3 separate regions of the Mus musculus genome follow, and regions 1 and 3 are each linked to region 2. The links are chromatin contacts, called in public HiChIP or PLAC-seq and Micro-C maps. All regions are on one chromosome and are shown on one strand. Each heading gives the region's core, a stretch centred on a gene start, on an enhancer-like site or on the middle of the called end of the contact. The rest is flanking DNA. Distances are from core to core; before and after follow the strand shown.

What was found. A called contact is a pair of places that touch in the nucleus more often than the background predicts. HiChIP or PLAC-seq counts read pairs in DNA pulled down with a chosen protein or histone mark.
Region 1: a contact with region 2 is called in a Micro-C map of trophoblast stem cells, with 6 times the contacts expected there. The contact joins two enhancer-like sites. A contact is called at or near these places in 1 of 15 datasets of contacts at CTCF or cohesin (embryonic stem cells), 30 of 484 Hi-C or Micro-C datasets (the AML12 cell line, the Patski cell line, cortical neurons and 7 more) and 4 of 115 datasets of contacts at active chromatin or transcription factors (astrocytes, embryonic stem cells and pancreatic cancer cells).
Region 3: a FOXA1 HiChIP or PLAC-seq map of pancreatic cancer cells shows a contact between it and region 2. The contact joins two enhancer-like sites. A contact is called at or near these places in 3 of 115 datasets of contacts at active chromatin or transcription factors (epiblast stem cells, extraembryonic endoderm stem cells and pancreatic cancer cells) and 1 of 9 other capture datasets (embryonic stem cells).

Annotation. Positions count from the first base shown.
Region 1 is chr1:88,748,953-88,752,661 of GRCm38.p6, reverse strand. No RefSeq gene overlaps it. Among named protein-coding and RNA genes, the nearest start is that of Platr5, 4.1 kb to the left of the region's middle. Within about 2 kb of position 1,866, at least 24 of the 459 cell types and tissues checked have an H3K27ac peak or open chromatin away from gene starts, as enhancers often do. A contact at or near this core is called in trophoblast stem cells, where this site is marked.
Region 2 is chr1:88,958,344-88,962,499 of GRCm38.p6, reverse strand. No RefSeq gene overlaps it. Among named protein-coding and RNA genes, the nearest start is that of 1700067G17Rik, 56 kb to the left of the region's middle. Within about 2 kb of position 2,574, at least 14 of the 459 cell types and tissues checked have an H3K27ac peak or open chromatin away from gene starts, as enhancers often do. A contact at or near this core is called in pancreatic cancer cells and trophoblast stem cells, where this site is marked.
Region 3 is chr1:89,107,488-89,111,316 of GRCm38.p6, reverse strand. The region is part of intron 2 of Sh3bp4 (SH3-domain binding protein 4); the gene reads right to left. Among named protein-coding and RNA genes, the nearest start is that of Gm34331, 5.8 kb to the right of the region's middle. Within about 2 kb of position 2,521, at least 148 of the 459 cell types and tissues checked have an H3K27ac peak or open chromatin away from gene starts, as enhancers often do. A contact at or near this core is called in pancreatic cancer cells, where this site is marked.

The DNA of each region.
Region 1 (3,709 bases), core at 617-3,116, 210 kb after region 2:
AGCACTCTGTGCAGACCCCCCTCCCCCTCCCACGGATGCAGATGGCCTCACAGAGCCGGTGCTAACCCTAACCCGGCAGATGCAGCACTCTGCCAGTCCTCAAGACTTATTGAGATTTATTGAAATGTTATTTACACTGTGGAAGTTCAGTTCACTTCCCCTCCGCCCCGCAATTACTGTGAGCCCCTCTGCATTTAGAAGTCAGGAGAGCCCCCCTGTGGATATTCTGACAACTGTAATTTGCTATTCATATAAAGCCAGAAAAACAAAAACAAAAAAACCCAACCCAGGCCACTGACTTTTACATCTGCTTTGTGTGCATGATGGCTGAGCTTGATCTTGTGAGACAAGGACTTTGAGTGTCCATTGCCAGGTGCAAAATGAATGTGATTACAGGCTGGAACACGGCATCACCAGAAGCAGGGGCAAGTCACAGCCAGTTCCATGTTCTGTAACAAGGAGGGACAGCTCAACAGAAGCAACTCTGTTTGGAGACCTTCCAGAAGGAGGGCTCCGTTATCACAGGGGTCTCAATCCCATGAACTTCCCCGAAGCCACACTCTAAATTTAACCAAACCAGAACAAGTTAAAAATCTCTTCTAAAAGAAAAAAAAAGCTGTTTTTTTTTCTTTTTGCTTGTTTTTGGTAAATTATAACATGTATATGTCAATTGTGTCTCCCCTCTTATATACTGTGCTAGCCAGTCAATTGGTCATCTCAGTCAGACAATCTGCATTGGTATAGTGTTGCACATCAGCAGGATAAGAGAGGTCTTTTGATGGTTTAATATTAAGTATCTAAGATGTTATGCATCTGATACAAGCACTCACTGTATCCTTTGTAAGGAACTTGTGCGTCTGTAGCCTGCAGAACCCCAGGAAGCAAGCCTTCATAGGATATCAAGGGGATATCCCCAAAACCTGCGATGCTTGCTGGCCACTCTCTGACGGTCTCATTATTACTTCTGACATCATGGTACCAAGTGCCCTGGGATTTCCCACGGTCCCTCTGCATTACTGAGCTGCAGAGTCTAAGAGTCCGGACCCTACGCCGAGCCTCCCAATCTTTGCTTCCCGAGCCCAGGCCTGCTGCCCTGTCTGCACAAACACCTTGTGCTCTTCCTGTCACACTCTGGTGGGTGCTCAGTCATCCATGGGCCTGCTCATGGGATCACTCACCAAGGCCTGTCATCCCTTTCTTGAAACTTAACCAGCTCTCCCCACTCCCTTCCAGCCTATAGCTCTCTACACTGTGGCAACCTGCTGCCACTGGGTACTCTGAACACTGCCAGGGCTTAGTCTGTGCAACTAGGAACTTATTCCCTGCCTCAATCCCTCCCTCCAGGCTGTTGCCATGCCTATGTCACATTTAACAGTAGCAAAATTACACTTATAAATGAAGTAGCAGCAAAAGTAATTTGCCGGTTGGGGGGTCACTACAACAGGAGGAACTGTATTAAAGGGTTGCGGCATTAGGAAGGCTGAGAGCCATCGTCTCCTGAAACCCCACAGGGTCCTCAGCACTTCTGCCCCGTGTTCTCATGCTGGCCCCTGACCTTGCACTCAGGGATGTCCTGCATCCTTCCTGGGAAATCTGCCTTTCCCTCAAGGCACCCATAATGCATTCTGCTCTCTCTTTTCCCGTGCCTCTGTGCCAGACCAGCTTTAGGAGTTAACCTCCTGCTGGTCCTGAGCTGGGGGACAGGGCTATCACTATCTGCCTTTGTAATAAAGTACAGCCAGGAGTGACATGGACTGCGTTTCTCTGAATGTGCGCCTTTGACCAGGAGCAGACATAGCCAGGAGGAAGTGTTTGCATCCTGGGGTCCGTATGGTTATTATGTGAGCATCTGCACTGCAGATACTCAGCCACTCCTTTTGTGGACTCTGCTGACTCACCGTAGGTGTCTGTGTCAATCAGATAAACACCAGGGAAACAGGTTCTCTCTCTAAGAAAGCTACAACTAAAATCCAGGTACAATGGGAAGGGAGCCACTGTTTCTCTCACGGCTGGAAACCCTGTGCAGCCAGGGATTCGCATGAAGTTTCTGGAGGCCAGCGTATTAGCTACTCTTCTGTTACAAAACACCACGAGCAAAGCACCTTCTAGAAGAAAGAGTTTACGTGGGCTTATGACTGCAGAGGAATAAGAGCAGCAGGCATGGAGGCCTCAGCAGGAAGCCGAGAGCTGAGAGCTCACATCTTGAAGCCATATCATGGGGTATAGAGAACAAACTGAAAGTGATTTACATCTTTAATTTCTCAAAGCCCGCCTCCAGTGATGGACTTCCTCCAGCAAGGCTGCATTTCCTGAACCTCCCCAGACAGTGCCACCTGCTGGAGACCAAGTTTTCAAGCATCTGAGCCTATGGAGGGTATTTGTCACTCAAAGCAATTCAGCAAGGCTGGATAGGTAGCAGGTAGAAGCATGGCTTCTGGGTACTGCAGAACAGAGCCAATCAGATACAATGCCTCCCACCAGAGTGTCTATGATTAAAAAGTATTGTCAAGCGAGTGGAGACACAGGAAGTTATGCACACTGCTGGAGCAGATGGGGAAATGGCACAGATGTGTGGGAAACAATTTAGCCATTTCTTCCTTATTGGCATATATATATGTGTGGTATTTGCAAGTGTGTGGTGTGTGTGTATGTGCATTCATATGGAAGCCTGAAGTGGATGTTAGATTTCTTCATTGGTCACTCTATTTTATTCATTGAGGCAAGGTCACTTACTGAACCCAGAGCACAGTGATCCTGTGTAGTCTAACTGTTCAGCTAACCCGAGGAGACCCATCTCTGCCTCCCAATAGCATCACTAACCTGCATGGATTTCCAGTCCTCAGGCTTGCACAGCAAGCAGCTACACACTGAGCCACCTTCTCAGTCCTTGCCATGTCTTTAAAGAGCAAACACATCCCATCGGACCCAGTTGTTCTATTCTGGGTACTTACCCAAGAGCAATAAAGCACATGTCTGTACAAAGGCCTGCGCTCAGCATTCACCCAGACTTCTCTATGAAACCCAAATTGAAATAAGTGAATATCCATCATCAGGGGAGTTTACAGAGGAGGGCTAGCTATGAGACAGAACATTCCTTGTCAGCGCAGAGGGAAAAACTACTAGCTGTGTGTGATAGAGATGCTTCTCAAATATTTATTGAGAATACACCAAAAAAAAAAAGGCCACTGAGAGTTATCGGGTCCCCAGTAACCAAAGAAGATTACGTTACAGAGTAAAACAGAAAACAGAGGGGAGTGGCCATGGCCACTCCCTCATCCTAAGCCACACCCCAACCACCTGAAGCCATCTCATTAGGCCCCGCCTCCTGAAGCTGCTTCCCTGCGTTGCTGCGAGGGGGACCAAGCTTCCATCCCAGCAGTCCAGGGCATGGGTGAAAGGATTACCTCATGGGAGGTTTTGCAACAAAATGTCACGTGGGATTACAAAATATCCATGGGTTTTCTTTGTATCAGAACGCTTATCAGCTACAAGTATTTGGAACATTCTGGGTAACACTACGATTAAATCAGTTCCCAGTGAAGCAGGCTTCTCTCCTCATCATGAAGGACTGTGTCACCTGCTAATGGTTACATGGCCCCCTGGCCTGGGGTGGGGAAGGGGTTGGAGGGCGGCCACTGGAAGTCTACCCAGGAGGGCAGACTTATTTCGCACGATGCGTTAAAATCGTATAAATGATTTGTGTGTGAGA
Region 2 (4,156 bases), core at 1,325-3,824:
ACCCTTGGCATTTCGTGGGCCAGTTAAACTGGTGTATGCAGAGGTGAGCAACCAAGAGACTCTTTCTCAAAGAATGTAGTAGGTGAAAGTGGACACCCACGGTTGTCTCTGACCTCTGCACGCATGATGCAGCATAGATGCATCCAAACTTACACAGCGTGTGCACACACTCATAAGAGACTGAGATTTCAGTGTATACGTAGGATATGGAGGCCATTTTAAAGATGTTCCCCGCACCCAATTGTACTATTCCTGAACATATGAAATAGAGCTGAAGGTCAAAGTATGTTTATGAAGTAGTCAACTGTGCTTGTGCTCTTCGTAAGAAGAGACGCAGTTATTTCTGTAGTCTTCACAGTCTGCAGTTCTGCTGCATGCATGCAAAGCATCCTGAAGACGTTATCACCACAAACAACATGAAGACAATGACAACTGGATAGCTCAAGTGCAGTTCTTGACATTCCAGATGACAAGAATCCACAGAAATCAGACTCCAGGAAAGAATTAACTTGGAACTTTCGAGATGATCCCTAACTTGTTTTCAACTCCCCGCCACCCCCACTCCCATTCATTGTATGTGCAGTAATATGCTTTCTCTGGGACTGGGATTGCAGCAGAAGACTTGTAACTGTGGTCTCCTGACAGAATGGAGCCTGCTTCATAGGCAAATCAGTTCCACCCTTGTTGTTAAGGTCTGTCCCAGTCCTGCAGCATTTGGCCTGAGGTGCTGGCTGTCACATCCACACTGGACTCCAGGAAAACATAACTGAATGACCACTCCTTTTGTTCTTGGTGGTTAGTTTTGTGTGTGTGTGTGTGTGTGTGTGTGTGTGTGTGTTTGAGATAATAGTCTTGCTATATAGCCCAGACTGTCCTTAAATGGGTAGTTCTGTCATTGTCCCTGATGCTAGGGTCATACATGTGACCCAAACTTAAAGGGCCACTTTTTTCTAAGTGCCTTTTGTTGTTCAGTTTTTGGAAGAAAGAGGCCCTTTCTTTACACTGGGATGAGAATGACCAAGGGGCACACCCATCCCCCACTATATGAGACCATTGCATAGAACGACTTAATTGGCCATGACTCTGAAGAAAAAGGTTCATCCAGAGACTAGGGGAAAGTGTCAAGAATGCCTGGGTAAAGTAGAGACTCAGCTGAAGAAATCCCAGAATGCTTCTTGTCTTATATAAATGGATGCAGAGGGCAGGTAGGTCTCCCCCACCTTGGCTCCTGCATGTGGTCTGCTTACCGGTGTGTCTTCTGGGCCCAGGCGGTGTCTCCTTTTTCCACTGATGTGCATCAGGTGCTCTTGTGTGGAGCCCACATGTTAATTCAATGGTAGCTGGATAACCAGATGGTACAGCTTCCCAAATTTCTCAGACCCACAGAACAAGCAAGGGGCTCTAGGGACTAGGGTCCTAGTCTGTAGGAGGAAATGACTCTGAGGCCAGGAGCCCCAACACTTGGAAGAAGCACAAAGACCACCCTGGGATGTCCCATGGCTGTTGACACTGCATCTGTGTGTTTACTGGCTTTTCTCTGCTTCCTCTATGAGTTATGACGTCATCGTAGTCACGATGGAGAGGTGAATAATTCTTCTTTTCCCAGTTCTAAAACTACAAATAAATTCATTTCCCCATATATCTGTATGTGTGTACACATATACATACATAAACATGTATATACTAAATGTAGAGATGTGTGCCTATATACATTTATAAGAATACAACATATATGTATAAAATGTTCCCTCTTAATGCTAGTGATCATATATATATATGTATATGTATATGTATACACACACACACATACATGAAATGTTGCTTTGTTTAAGTGTGAATGAGCACGTACACCCAGAGCCAAGCTTTCTGGTCAGGTCATCTGTATAGAATAAAGACAGATGGAGTCAGGCGAGTTAGAACTCTGCGGCCTAGAGCACCCCCCACCCTGCCCCTACACTTCTGTGCTCATGCGTACTTACTCTTAGCATCTGGAAGTATACAGGTCATCTGTGTTAGGGGGTACAAATTCTACTCTGTGCTTTAAGAAGGGCTTGGTGGCTAGTCCCTCACTGGGTCACCCATGGACACTCAGAAGGGTTTCTCAATTTCACTCTCCATTGCCCATGTTACTAAGAAGTGGGCAGCGCGATCTGCACATGGAGCGTGTCAGCTTCCCCAGCCGGGGATGGAAATCTTCTGTGGGAACGAAAACTCCCACTTCTTCTGACGCCTCCCACACCTCTGGATTTTGACATTCATACGCTATGGATCGTTGGCTGAAAATGATGTATTATTGATTTGTGTCTTAGAAACAGTACTTCCACCTTTCGGTGGTTATAAAAACATACGTTTGGGCTTTTCAGGGTGCGTTCAATAGCTAGTTTTTGGCATGCTTTGCTACCTCCAAAGTTCTCAGATGACCTCTTCCTGTCCCTGTCTGGAGAGTCATCTTCCTGAATACACTTTATTAACGTAGCCAAGGCTGCCCTCAGCCAAAGACCTTGCCCCCAGGCAGAGGGCAACACTTTGTCATCTGCTCTTAGGGACTCCAGCACTTAGCCAAATAAACTCGCTCCTCTCCCAACCACCCATTCATTATTCCTGACAGCAGAGCCCTGCCGGAGAAAGGCACTTGAGGGCTGCCTCTGAGCCACAGAGCTGTGACAATATCCAAAGGGGATTTCTCAGAAGTCCTGAGAGCCAAAGAGAAAAACAAGTAGCTTGTGTTAGGTGCTCTGACACATCATTCAGACGATGAACTTGACTCAGACTGTACTCACTGATAAAGTTCCCCAGACAGTGCTGGCAACTGGGACTCTTCCCAGTTCACTCCAATATTCATCAAAACTTGTTGACTTTGGGGGCTGGAGAGACAGACTAGTGATGAAGAGCACTTGCTTCTCTTGCAGAGGACCTGGGTTTGGTACCAGCACCTCCATGGTGGCTCATAACCATCTGTGACTTCAGTTCTAGTGTGACCAAACATTTTACTTTTGGGAAAGAGTGAGGAAGAATCCTCAAGTGGTACCACTCACTCATATGTGAATAGTCTTTCCTGGACATGATAGTCAATGGCCAGTGGTAGAGGGCACAGTTCAGTGTAATGGTAAACCCTGGGCACGGCAGGCCTGAGCTTTGACGTTATAGAACTCTGTGCGAGCCAATGGGCTTCTGGGCTCTCTGTGGTGGCTCAGGAAGCAAGGAGCTACGTGGACAGTGGGAGAGAGGTTGTATGAGGAGGAGGGTGGCATGACAGGAGAATACAGTGGACATTTGAGATGTGTGCCTGGACTCACCAGCACAGCCAAGGGGTCTGTAACAGAAGAGAGGTGGACCAGGAAAAAAGGGGAAGGAGGCTTAGAACTTGCTGGAGAGGGATTAGCAGACCTCTGGAAGGTGATTATGAGTTTGATAGGAGACAGGGATCTTTGAAACAGATCTTGTCATGGCTAGGCTCTTATGGGAGAACGAGACATTATGACAGCCATGTGGGGAGACAACTGGAGAGCTGGGGATAGAGATGGTGCAAGGAGGAGGAAGGGGGAGGATTTGGGCAAGATGTGATGGGTACTTGACGCAGGGTGACAGTGGAGTCAGGCACTAGAGATGCATGAGACCAGGCTCCCCTGTGTGATAGGATTTGCTGAAGGACTGGATAGAAAGGGAGAGGGGGAGAAAGAAGAAGGAGGGGAAAGAAGGAAGTTAAGAAATATAGTACTCAAAGTTTTAGACTGAGCGTCCCCTTCGGGGGGAGGGGTCTTGGTGTCTGTACTATATAACCCCAGGAAATGGTGTCACATCTGGGGTTCAGTCTTGGCCTCTGCTAGTGGCCGATCTGGCACTCAGCAGCAGCTGTAGCTAGGAAAGTCTTGATGAGTGAAACTCCATGTTGTTGAGCCCCCACACACCTCCATCTCTGCCACCCTGACTACTTTGTTCATGGCCCATTGGACAATGACAGGCATGTCTGGGGAAAGAGGCTGACTGCCCACAGGTCATCTTATCCACTTGATTACTGAGCTCCTCCTCTGCTGAAGTCACCTTTCAGTGATCACTTACAGGGACACAAGTATCATCACTTCCTTTGGCCATTTGGAGAGATCTAGCCATATCCTTCTTCTCCAGATGTCGTTCTCATCAATTTTCTAATTACACT
Region 3 (3,829 bases), core at 1,272-3,771, 150 kb before region 2:
AATATAAACAACACTGGAATTTTTCTTCCTCTACAGCCCAACAGCTGCCCCCCCCCCCAGCCTCAAGTATGATTAGAATGTCTTCCCTGTCCCCAGGGCACACCTGCTTGAAAAGGCTGTCACATGGGCGGCCTCTTATAAACAGTAAGTAGGCTTAGGTTCCTTTCCTGTCTCCCCCCACCCCAGTCCCCCACTCCACCCCCACTGATCTTGCCCACCTTCAGCTGAAGTCCTTTACTGACTGAAGATGCACAGATTTTGTGGCTGTCTCAAGGCAGAGGTTTTGGAAGACACCAAGAACAACCTCCCGTAGCCACTGCTGGCCTCAGGCCTCCTTGATCACCTGCCAGAAACTGTGAGGTCACACCTGACCCCCAGAGAGGCCCACAGGCACCCAAGGGAGAGACTTGGCACTTGAATGTCAGATGGAGATGGTCTGAGCCGGCTGAGGGTTTCATGCTGGCCGGGCTATGGGCATTAATTACTTTGACTCTGTCTGGGAGCCACTATCTCCTGCTCTATGTCCTGATCCTAACCCACAGCTCAAGAGTGAGCCCATGACTTTGTCCCATAATGCCACACCTCCTAAGGGTCCTATCACCCCTCAGTGGTACCCCAGGCTGATAGTCAAGCCTTCAACACATGGGGCTCTAAGGGGCATTCAAGATACAAGGTACATAACACAAGCTCAAAATTTGTTAGTGACTCTCCACGATGCATAAACTGGTTTTCTAAAGAAAAAGTCGATAGGCAAGCCACCATACATTGATAGAACCCTCCTTTTAGACCATTTAATTTCTTAATTGTATATTTGACATTTAAAGACATTTACCATCCCAATATTAACTTCACCTGTTAATTTCTACTCTGTGGCTCCTTGTGGTTCTCCAAACAGGTCCGTGATGGGATCAGGGATGTGGCACATGCCCAATGACTCCTGTGGCCTCCCAGGTACAGACTAAGAAGTGAGTTAAGGTACCCTGGAGGGCACACAAACCCGGTGGAATTCTAGGCCTGGGCTTTTCTATTTCACACTAACCCCCTGAGCTAAGCCGGAATGAGGCCCTCTCAGAGGCCTATTTTCTCATCTGTAAAATGGGCAGGGAACACAGAGAGCCCTGGGGCCTAAGAAAATTCAAAAGGAGCAGGTGATCATCAAAGCTGCAGGGGACTCTGAGCCACACGCTGGTGTGGAGCTGGTGTGGACCGTAGAGGGGGATGACGTAGTGGGAGAGGACAGGACACACCGGACAGACAGAGAGCTCAGGCTCTCCATGACCTCAGGCTCCCTGCTTGTTCTTACCTGCTGGGCTGAGCTCTGAACTGTCTCAGGTTAGAGAGCACGAGTTAGACAGACTCCCTGGTAGACAGACTAGAGGGAGGGGGAGCGCATGGCTAGGTAATAAAGGTGTCGAATTTCAAGAGGAGGGTTCCTCACCTCCCCACTCCAGACTTGAGACAAAAGCCTGGTAGCCTAAAATAAAAGTCCTGGAGGCTTTGGTCTCCCTTCCCTGCTGAAGGTCCACCTCAGCAAATTCAAGGCTAGGTCAGGACAGGTCACATAACAGTTGTGGGCCCACCAACATTCATCATACCTGTCTTCAAACTAACTAACCCTAAATTAGGGGAGAGAAAACTTCAGACAGACAGACAGACAGACAGACACACACACACACACACACACACACACACACACACACACACACACACACAGCCCTAAAGAGACTGATATCCCTTTGCAGGCATAAAGACATGCGGCTTTACAGACAGAGGGCCTTTTCTCTGTGTGCCTGCTGCATGCCTGTGTTTCTAACCTCATAAAACCCTTCCTTCAACTGCTGACTCTCCCTGCTCCTGTTTGCAGTGTTTCTACAATTTCTACAATGTTACCTGTGGTGCTTAAGACTTTTCCCGCCTTTTAACGAACCTATCAAGCAAGACCCCTATCTATCTATCACAGGTACACGGGCTGGTCACACTGGCCTCAAAGATGACTTGAACACTGCCCCCATCACTTTGAGCAGCAATATGCATGGTCATAGGGCAAAAGATTTTCAACTGGAACCAACTGGGGTCAGGAGCAGGCTAAGCTTTTGCACCTTATATAGCAGGTGTTCTAAGTAAACAACAGAAATGGCAGCGCAGCACTTTGGGCATCGAAACGCTGGGCAGCTCTCTATCACAATGACCTCTGAGCCAATCAGGCTATGAATATAAACACTGAGAACATGGGACAGTTGTTTTCCTGGGACAAAAATCACAGGAACTGACCACTATGTATCACAGCCACCAAGTGTTGGGCTTTCTGAGTGCTGTGATGACTGACGGGGAGTCCCTGAACTGCACCCAAAGATATATCATCTCGGGGTAAGCACCCTTTGCCTACCTCAGCACACTGGGTTCTCAGGTAGGAGACACCAAGGCCCACTGGCTCGCCTGAGATGACAGAGTCACCCCAGGGCACCTCCTATTTCCTCTTCCCTAACATCTCGCTGGCCCTGTGCATCTGGCAGAGCGCCAGAAAAAGCAAACCACACAAATACCACCCAGGAAAGTGCTGGGGCCAAAGAGCAGTCGCACCCTTTAGTCTCCTCCAACACAGATCAGAATAGGGCCTGCTCAACCAGCCTCGACCCGAATAACCAAGAGCAGTAAGGCTGAAGAGGGAGAGCAGAAGCAGCCCCCTGCCCCATTTCCTGTTGCACAACCCTCTGGAAACCACTGTGTTCACCCAGAGAGAATCAAGCCACAGCCACCCATAGTAAATTCAGAGCCCTTCCCCCCCCAAGCCCCCAATGCCAGGCCAAAAGAATGTGTGGAATGTGGATGGCTCTCAGCTTGTTTCCACAACCCAAACACATCACCATCCACAGGGCAAGGAACTGCACTTATAAGGAAAAGGCCTGCTGCTGGCCACTTCCTGGGCATTAAACCCCCAGACCTCAGGAGCCTGAACACTGACCCCAGCCAGGGCTGACAGCTCCTGCATACTTTGTGGTATCCCAGGACACCCAGGCACTCTCCCTACCCTAGTGCACATGTGGACTCGAACACAGACAAGACAAAAAAGATCAGCAGAGACGTAGAAACAAATACCAAGGAGCTTTCTTGGCTTCACAGAGGGCACCGTGGATTTAAAGAAAATGCCTGAACAACTCTTGTAGCCAGCAGTGGGCTTTATGAAAGTGCATATATGTTCCAGAATGGAAGATGACATGACCCAGCAGCTGGTCCTCAAATTGCTTTTGCAGCCTCCAGAGCAGGCACTCTGCACTCAGAGGTAGTAGCCAGAAAGACACAAGGTGCCGCCATGTCATGTGTAAATTCCTCCTCCACTGACTTTACTGGGGACAGTGACAGTCCTACCAGCAGTCAGATGGGAAAGATCAGAAACAAATCCAAGAACACAACACCATGTACCCACTAATCCTCTTCAGCCCTTCCTCCCGACACTCCTGGAAAGGGTGTGTGCGTGTGTGTGATCTCGAACCTCAGGGCCAATGGAACCAACTGCTCATCACTGGACTTGAGAAACTCATGTTAAAATAACAGCTCCTTTGTGCAAAGGCAGGACAGGCCACTGGCCCTGCCCCATGCTGTCACCAGAGACAGCAAGCTGCTGGGCTGGTTTGTCCATAGGACATGAATGGGAATTCTCAGAAAATAAACAGGAACGTGGCCATCCCGGAAACACACAGGTGCCAGCCTCAGGCAACTGACCTTTGCCGGCAGGGCTCACTGAACTGGAGAAGATGAAGGGGGGGTGGGTAATAAGGGAGGTGCTGGTGATACCTGTGAAAGGACACATCACCGGAAACTTCTGAAAGTT